3 separate regions of the Macaca mulatta genome follow, and regions 2 and 3 are each linked to region 1. The links are chromatin contacts, called in public Hi-C maps. All regions are on one chromosome and are shown on one strand. The core of a region is the stretch at or near the end of the contact, and the rest is flanking DNA. Distances in the headings are between cores, read along the strand shown.

Region 1 (2,830 bases), core at 148-2,647:
GCTGGAGGAGGGAGGAGAAAACGAGCCTGAGGCTTCTGTCACAGCCCCATCTCATCCGCTGCAATGATCTGTGCATAAGTGTGCGTGTGAGTGTGCGGGGGCGGTGGTGATGGGAGGATGAACAGGGCGGGACAAGGGGAGCTGGTGCTGCCGCCCTCACCTGACCTTCTCACTGTCCGTCATCTGCCAGAGTCCCAGGTTGAGTACCTTGAGGCAGGGCAGCTGCGTGATGCGCTCCAGGCCGCGCTTGGTGATTCGGGTGCAGCCGTACAGGTCTATGCCGGTGAGCTGGCTCAGGTGCTCAGCGATCAGCTCCAGGCCCTTGTCCGTGATGCGCACACACTGTCCAATGTTGAGCGTGCGCAGCCCGTGCATCTGCCGCACCATGCGGTTGATGCCATCATCACTGATGTGGCAGGAGCAGAGAGAGAGAGACTTGAGGCCATCCAGCCCTTGGGCTATGTAAGCCAGACTCTGGTCTCCCACCTTGTCACAGAACGACACATCCAGCCCCGAGAGGCGCAGGCTGCCCATGGCCAGATGCATGATGCCCGTGTCACTGATGTTGTCACAGGAGCGCAGGTTGAGGCTGCGCAGGCTGCCCATGTGCGACAGGTGCAGGAGGCCAGCGTCCGAGATGCCCCCACAGAAGCTGAGGTTGAGGAGCCTCAGGCCCGTCAGCCCTCGGGAGATGTGCTTTAGAGAAAGATCTGTGAGCTTCTGGCAGTCCTGTAGCGTGAGCTGCTCCAGGCCCAGGCAGCCCTCCGCAGCGCTGCGCGTCATGCCGGCCAGGTGCCCGATGCCGACATCCGAGAGGTGGCGGCAGCTGCGGAGGTTAAGGCTCTTGAGGCGCTGCAGACCCCAGGCGATGAGCAAAAGGCCAGTGTTGGTGATGTTGCTGCAACCCCCCAGCTCCAGCACCTCCAGGCCCTTCAGATACTGGGCTATGCGGCCCAGGCTGCTGTCAGTGATCTGCTTGCAGAGGCTCAGGTTGAGAGCGCGCAGGGAGCCGATCTCCTGCACAAACGCGTGGCCCAGCCCGTTGTCGGTGAGGTTGTAGCAGCCGCTGAGGTTGAGGCTCTCGATGTTGGCCATGCCCTGGATCACGTAGCTGAGGCTGCGGCGGAGGCTCAGGATCTGCACGCGGCGGATGCCCCGGGCCTGCAGGCTGGGGAACAGCGACGGGTTGGCCCGGCGCAGGTGCAGCTTGGCCTCCACCCCCCGCCACACCGACTTGTGGTAGGCGGCGTCCCGCCAGGCCGTGCACACCTGCGCCGCGCGCCCCTTGTCCCGGACGTCCAGGTAGCCGAAGATCATGGCCAGCAGCTCCGGGAACAAGCATGAGATGTGGGTCTCCATCTTCCTCCTCCCCCCTCCGCGGCGCTGGGGGGAGGAGGCGCGGGCCCCGCCGCTCCGGACTCGGGCAGGCGACGAGAGCGCTTCTCCCCAGCCGCCGCCGCTGCCGCCGCCTCGGGCCCAACGGCCGGCCCCTCCCCGCCTTCCGGCTCCGGCCGCCGCCGCCGCTCCTCCTCCTGGTCCGTCCGTCCTTCCTTCCTGCCGGCTGCGCCTCCGGCCCGGCCCTCCCCCGCCCCGGGCTCCGCGCGGCGCTCACATCCCGGGCGGGGAAGGCGCCTCGCTCTCGCTCCCGGAGGCCGGCCGCCGCCGCCTCGGCTCTACCCACGCCGCGCCCGGGCCGCGCCGCTCCGCCCGCGCCGCCGCGCCCACGCCCCCTGCCGCATCCTCCGCCTCCTGCCGCCGCCGCTGCTCCGCGGGCCGGCGGGCGGCGAGGGGGCCCCGGGGGCCGGGCGCACGGGCTCCGGGCGCGGAGGAGGCTTCCTGCTGCCTTTGTCTCTCACCCGCTTTTCAAACCTCCCAGCCCCGGGCCGCCCGCACTCCGCCGCGCAGGCGGGGGGACCAGGAGGCCAATCCCGGCTGGCGGCGCGCGTTCCTTCTCCCCCGCCGTCCGCGGCCACTTGGGAGCTGCCGGCCCCCGCACCGAGGACGCCGCGGCCGTCCGGCCGGAGCGCGGCTCGGCGCAGACCCCGGGCGAGCAGGCGGGCCGCGCGTTTGGTAGCGCCCGAGCCGGCTCCGGCTCCGCCGCCCTGCAGCGCGTCCCCTCCGCCGCTCCCGCTCCCCCGCGCCCGCGCAATGGTACGGGCCTGCGCTGCCGGAACTGTGGAGCCGTTGCCCTGGAAACCGAGTTCGGCCTGGTCCCGTGGCCCCTGGTTTTTAACCCTGTGGGCGCCGTGCGGGAGCAGCAGCTGTCAGCCGAGCGCCTCCCCACCCGGCTGCTTTTCACCCCGCAGCCCGTTATTGAGCCGTTCCCTCTCTGAGCCACGCCCCAGCCCCGTTCCTTCTTTTTCTTTGCTGTAGAAGTCTGCACAACCCCTTCCCACAGTTTACCCCTACATCCCTGACCCTTACTTCACACCCCTCTCCCTTGATTATCCCTGCGAGAGCCTCCTCCTATAGCAGTGCTCAATAATCATCACCCCAACTGTCCTATTCTTGCTGTCCCTAATGCCCTTTAACACATCTCATTATCACACCCCTGCTCCCCCGGTTGGAGCTGTTTCCTACGACTCCTTTCTCTCCAGTCTCGTGTCTTAAATTGTAGAGAAACTGGCCTTTACTCATCTTAAACAATGACCCCCTCCAGTCGGTGTTCTAGAAATTTCTAGAATTATCTGTACTTCCTTCTAGCATCTTCTGATGGTTTCCAGACATGCTGTGTGTGTTCCCCTCGGTACTTGATATATCAAAACTTCCCTCTCCTTCTGCAGGCTGTTGCACTACCAATACCCTCAGCCCACTTTGCTTAGAGGGGAAC
Region 2 (2,700 bases), core at 193-2,692, 650 kb before region 1:
GAGTTCTGTTCTTCCTCATATAGACCTTTATTTAGTCTCCCTGTTCTCAATCCTGCTTCTCACTCTCGCTCTGTCTTGTAGGTATCTCCAAATCTCGGTCTCCCTAAAGCAGTTCTGGGCTGACAGCCCCCCCTTCCTTTCTGCAGCACCCTCTACACCCATTCCACATTATGGTTTTCTTCATTTTATTTTGTCAGACCACACTTACTTTTCACATGTCGAATTGAAAAACAATTATCTTCCGATGCCCCCCTTCTCCTTTTCTATTTTGTATCATTTTTATTTATCATCATTTTATGGGGTCTCAGGAAGAAGAGGCAGTAAATACATGTGCTTGGGTACCTAGCTTTAACAAAAAATCCTAAATGTAGGTTTTAAAAAAGATCTCTGGAGCAGGGTAGGAAAATAATATTTGTTGCCAGTGTGGTGGCAAAAAATAAAAAATAAAAATCTGAATCTGTGTTAGGACAGTATTTCTGTGTATAACATCGCGCTCAGCAACTTAACTCTCCAGATCCACGTATTTTAAGGACACGATGTATCTCAGACACCGACTTCAAACCTCACTTTACAGTTAAGTAAGACCACAAGTAGAATGATTTGCCTGAGGCCACACAAGTAGACAGTGGGAGAATGAGAACAGAAAGATCTATTGACTCTCAGTTCAATTTTCTCTTACCTTACCACACTGCTAGGGAGTAACAAGATGGGCAGATCACGAGTCAGATGAGAAAAGTCAAAGGATGACTTTTCCTGGGTAAATAGCCAGATGTCCAAGAAATGAAATGCTGGTCTGGCAGCACATCGTCTAACAGTTGGTAGTCGTATGTGGGAAGTACTGAATGGAGAGATGACAGCAGGCCCAGGAACTGCAATCATCCAAGTGCATGTCGATCCTGGGAGGGAACAATTAAGAGTCCGGGCAGGATGAAAAACAGTAGAAACGGGTGAGTGAATGCATGTGAACGCAGAGAAGCGACTGGAATTTGTTAGTGGGATTATGAGGCAGTGGTTAATTACGGTGGCGGAGGTGAGTAGGAGTAAAATGATGGCTTTTAACTCCTTTTAAGGACACCGAGAATTATTTTAATAAACACTGGAAGGCTGGGAATAAATATAATTCACACCATTCTTACTTTCTTGATTTAGAGATAAGCTTATCTACATCCTTAAATTAATGGCCGTAGCTACCCTCTGCATGGTTCCAAAAAAAAAAAAAAACCAAAACCCAAACCGGCTGCGAGTCTGCACGAGAAAACCGGGTTGCTCCAGGCCCCAGCCGCCCGCCGACTCGCCTAGCTGTCGGAGGCCAAATACACAGCTCCCGAAGCCGCGTCGGGCACCGCGCAGGGTCGGAACCGGGACACTAATTTCCGCCCACGCTCCCCGCGTCCGGGCCGGATCACCACAGAACACGACGTCCATTGCTGGGGTCCTCGGCGATGCCCGTGTGCGCAGCCCCGCGAGTCTCAGGTCAGATGGCCGCTCATTTCGCGGCCACGTTCCGCCAAGCTAAGGGGCAAAAAACCAGCTTTGGTGGAACAAAGCGTGCCCCCAGCAGCCACGGTCGGTCCCCGCGCTGGTCCCGCGGCGCTGGGCGGCCCCGGGCGCGGGTAACGGGCCACGAGAAGAAGGGGGCGGGGCGCCACTTAGGTTCGGGAAGACGCGACGCGGCTCCTCGGGCTTCCAGCGTCCACTTCCTACGGCAAGCGGGAAGAGACAAGCGCCGCCCCGCGCTCGCGGAGCAGACCCCGGCTCTCCCCTCCCGGGCCGCAGGGGTCGTGTGTGTGAGTGGGTACGCGTGTGTGTACGCAGGGCTGCTCCGCGCCTCTCGTTCGGTTTCGGTGCTGATCGACCGCCGCGGCGCCGAATTTCCCCCGCTTCCCAGTTCCTCACCCGCGTGTCCCGGAAGGCGCCCGGAGGCCCCCCGGCCGCCGCGTCACGCTCCCGGGAGGCTGAGGGAAAGGGAGGCAGCCGGGCCGGGAGCCCGGGGAGGGGCGCTGCGCCCGCGGCGCGGCTGGGGGCGGGGCTAGGTGTCTCGCGCAGGGGGCGGGGCGCGGTGACGTCGCGGGCGCCCGGGCCGTGCTGTGGCGGCGGCGGCGGCGGTAGTGGCGGTGGCGGTGGCGGCGGTAGTGGCGGCGGCGGCGCCCGGGCGGCAGCAGCGGCAGCAGCAGCAGCGGCAGCCCTGAGAAGGGTGAGACGGGCGCGACGGCGGCGGCAGCGCGGAAGTCGCGCGGGACCCAGAGCTTCCCCCGTGTCGCTAGCGCTGAGGCTTTTGCCTTTCCTGCCCAGCTTCTTGCTCACGGCCCGGGCTGGGCTGGGCGACGCGCCCCCGGGGAGGGGCGGAGCTGTAGGTGAGGCTTCGCGACCCCCTCCCCCTCCGGGCCAGCCCGGGGGTGGGGAGGGGCGGGCCCCACCCAGACCACGGCGCCCACCCGCGGGCTCCACCCAGCCGGGCTCCGGGATTGGGCGGGAGCCGAGGCGGTGGATGTGGGGATCCTGGGGCGGGAGGTCGGGGACTGGGGTCTGGGGCTCTGGGCACTTGGGGAGCGGAGGGGGGGAGGCTTAGGACTAGTGAAGCTGCGGACCAGGTAGTGGGCAGACGGAGAAATTGGGGAGCCATGAGGTTGGGGTGCGGTCAGGGTGGATCTTTGGGTTAGGTGAGTGATGTAAAATGCTGAAGATGATTCTTTTCTTTTT
Region 3 (2,825 bases), core at 287-2,786, 900 kb before region 1:
TCGTGAAACCTCACAATCATTGGCTTCAAACATTGTTGTAAACTCGAAAGGGTAGCTTGTGATAAACAACAACAAAAAGAGAAAGAAAACAGCATTAACCATTTTACGGATCAGATGAATTAACATGAACTGCACGGCAAGAATTCTGCAGGTGGAGCTCATCCGAGAACTGTGCTAAGGAACCTCCTGCCGAGTTCCTCGCTGGCTGCTCGCTCGCAGCGTGGTCCTCTGCCCGGGACGCGCGCTTCCGAGCTGGTTCCGCAGCGGGCGCCCAAGAGAGGCGGCCGCGCCCGGACGCTCTGATGCGGTTGCGTACGTTTTCCGCGCTTCCCGCTCTCCACCGGTTGGACCGAGGCTTTTAAACTGCCATCTGCTCCCGAGTCCGGCCTCCTACTCCGTCTGGTGCCCCCTGGTGCTCGTCCCCTCCGCATCTTGAGGAGCTGCGAGGAGCACAGGGGTCCAGGGAGACAAGGATGCTTTCAAGAAAAACATGCCATGGCGGCGAGCCGCAGGGCTCCACGTTTCCCGGGCCCAGGGCCCTGGTAGACGTTGCATGTGGACACTGAGGAGCTCTGGAGAAAGAGGGGGTGTTGTTTCACGGAGCCACCCAGCAGAAGAAAGGTGGAAAATAAGTTTCAACCAACTACAAAGGCAGAAGTCAGCCCAGCCCCCCAAGTGTGGCCAAAGACCCGTAGATCCGTAGACCTTATCTTTTCTTGAATCCACCGCTCCCCCAACCCCGCTTTTATTATCTTTCAGGCAAAGCCAAGAGGGAGTTCACTAGGATCCCCGATTTCAGTCAGGCAGCCCTTTTTTGAGAGCCGGAATATCCGTGTCGGGCGGGAGCTGAGAATGTGGCCTTAATTGTTGAGGGGAGGAGGATGGAAGATAATCCTCCCTGTCTCCTCCTCCAATCCATTTAATCAATATTAATTTCATGCACCATCTTCACAAAGTTTCTTTTCCCCTCCTCCGACTCAGAACTCAGGCTCCGGTTATCCGGCTTTACCCTTCCCCTCCACCCCCACAGCCCTGCAGTCACTCAACACTACTGCGGCTCTCTCCATTAAAGATGAACAACAGATCATTTTTCATTGCATGGCAACCCTAAGAGCTCTCTCGCTTAGCAGAGCATGATGGGAGTCTTTCCATCTCCCCCCCACCTTCCTCTTTTTTTTTTTTCCCTTCCTTCCCTTCTTCCACAATTAATCCCTAAATAATGATTTTCCTAAGCTCGCGCGGACTTCAGGATGGGGTTGAGCGACCCGCGATGACGCTCCCATCAGCCTTTCAGAAGGGACGGTTTCTAAAGAAAACTACAACTCCCACGAGGCATCAGGCTACAGCAACCGCGAGGCATCACGGAAGTCGTAGGCACTTTTCTCCTAGGTCCCGTTCATCTCCTCCAACCCGTAAACTATAAGTCCCAAGGTGCCTCGGGGCTGGCACGCCTGCGCAAAACCCCGGAGCGAGGTGGGGGGTGGGGCTGCCCCGGGCGGCGGGGGGCGGGATCCGAGCGGGCTGTGTGGAGGCTTCAGACTCCCGGCGCCATTTAGCGCAGAGAGTTTCCCGGGCGGACGCGGCTCCTCTCTCGGCCCCTCCGCACCCCCGTCTTCGGTGACAGAAGGCGCCTGGTGGGGGTGACTGCTCTTTTCTCTCCCTGTTCCCCCTCACCCAGTCCTCTAGGTCTCCTCTCCTCTTGCCTCAGAGAAGCAGCGGAGCTCGGGCCCCGCGGTGAGCGGCCCTCCCCTCCCCGCCGTTCCCTCCGCCGTCAGCCCCCGGCACCGGCCCGGGAGGAGGCGGGTTCGCCAGGCCCGGGGCGGGCGGGGAGGCCTCGGGGAAGGGGGGGCCCGCTCCTCAGGCGCCGAGGCTCCGAGGCTCCGGCCCTTCGCCCCGGGGCGATGGGCGACCAGTGAGGCCGGTCCCCATCGCGGGGGGCGCGTGTGGGAGGCGGCGGCCGCCGAGTGACCGGAGCCGGGCCGCGGCCTTCCTCGCTCGCCTCGGCCCCTCCCACTCCCTGCCCCGGGGCTGCCACCGCCCGGGCGTCGGACCTGGTCCCGTGCTCGCGGCGCCGCCGCCCTCTGGGCCTAGCCCGCCCGGCTCGGCGAGCGGGGCAGTGGGAGCCGCGTCCGCCGCATCCGCCTCGACTCGGTGCCGGCCCCGGGCCCTCCCCTCATGACTGCGGCGCCTCCGCTGCCGCCGCCCGCCCGGCCGCCGCTCGCCGCAGGATGGATGCGGACCGTGCGGCGCTAACCCCCGCGGCTCCGCTCCCGACTCGCCCGCCTTCGAGCCCTCCTCGCGAGCCGCAGCAGTCTCGGTGCCAGCGGCCCGCCTCGCCCTCGCTGCGGCTGGTCAGTGCTGAGTGAGGCGTCTCCGGGTCGGCGCGAACCCGCCCGGCCGCGGTGCCCTGCAGACCTCCGCGCGGGCGGCTCGGCCCTCACGCCCTTTCCATCCGCGACTCCGAGCCCGCTCGCCTCTCGCCAGCGAACCGACCATGTCTGGCGGCGCCGCGGAGAAGCAGAGCAGCACTCCCGGCTCCCTGTTCCTCTCGCCGCCGGCTCCTGTCCCCAAGAATGGCTCCAGCTCCGATTCCTCCGTGGGGGAGAAACTGGGGGCCGCGGCCGCCGACGCCGGGACCGGCAGGACTGAGGAGTACCGGCGCCGCCGCCACACGATGGACAAGGACAGCCGCGGGGCGGCCGCGACCACCACCACCACCGAGCACCGCTTCTTCCGCCGGAGTGTCATCTGCGACTCCAATGCCACTGCGTTGGAGCTCCCCGGCCTCCCTCTTGCCCTCCCCCAGCCCGGCATCCCCGCGGTTG

Evidence for each region. Hi-C and Micro-C count contacts between places; a contact is called where the count stands out from the background.
Region 2: a contact with region 1 is called in a Hi-C map of fetal cortex germinal zone, with 3 times the contacts expected there. The contact joins the promoter of LOC144333011 here to the promoter of FBXL14 in region 1. A contact is called at or near these places in 2 of 14 Hi-C or Micro-C datasets (fetal cortex germinal zone and fetal cortical plate).
Region 3: a contact with region 1 is called in a Hi-C map of fetal cortex germinal zone, with 5 times the contacts expected there. The contact joins the promoter of WNK1 here to the promoter of FBXL14 in region 1. A contact is called at or near these places in 2 of 14 Hi-C or Micro-C datasets (fetal cortex germinal zone and fetal cortical plate).

What each region holds. Positions count from the first base shown.
Region 1 is chr11:2,434,152-2,436,981 of T2T-MMU8v2.0, forward strand. FBXL14 (F-box and leucine rich repeat protein 14) reads right to left here and starts at 1,398. Exons shown (of 2, transcript NM_001260522.1): 1 at 166-1,398. The coding sequence starts at 1,359. The region is part of intron 1 of WNT5B (Wnt family member 5B); the gene reads left to right.
Region 2 is chr11:1,783,077-1,785,776 of T2T-MMU8v2.0, forward strand. It overlaps LOC144333011, which reads left to right and starts at 1,443. Exons shown (of 3, transcript XM_077954849.1): 1 at 1,443-1,473; 2 at 1,518-2,354. The coding sequence starts at 1,443.
Region 3 is chr11:1,533,045-1,535,869 of T2T-MMU8v2.0, forward strand. WNK1 (WNK lysine deficient protein kinase 1) reads left to right here and starts at 1,537. Exons shown (of 28, transcript NM_001414862.1): 1 at 1,537-2,825. The coding sequence starts at 2,495.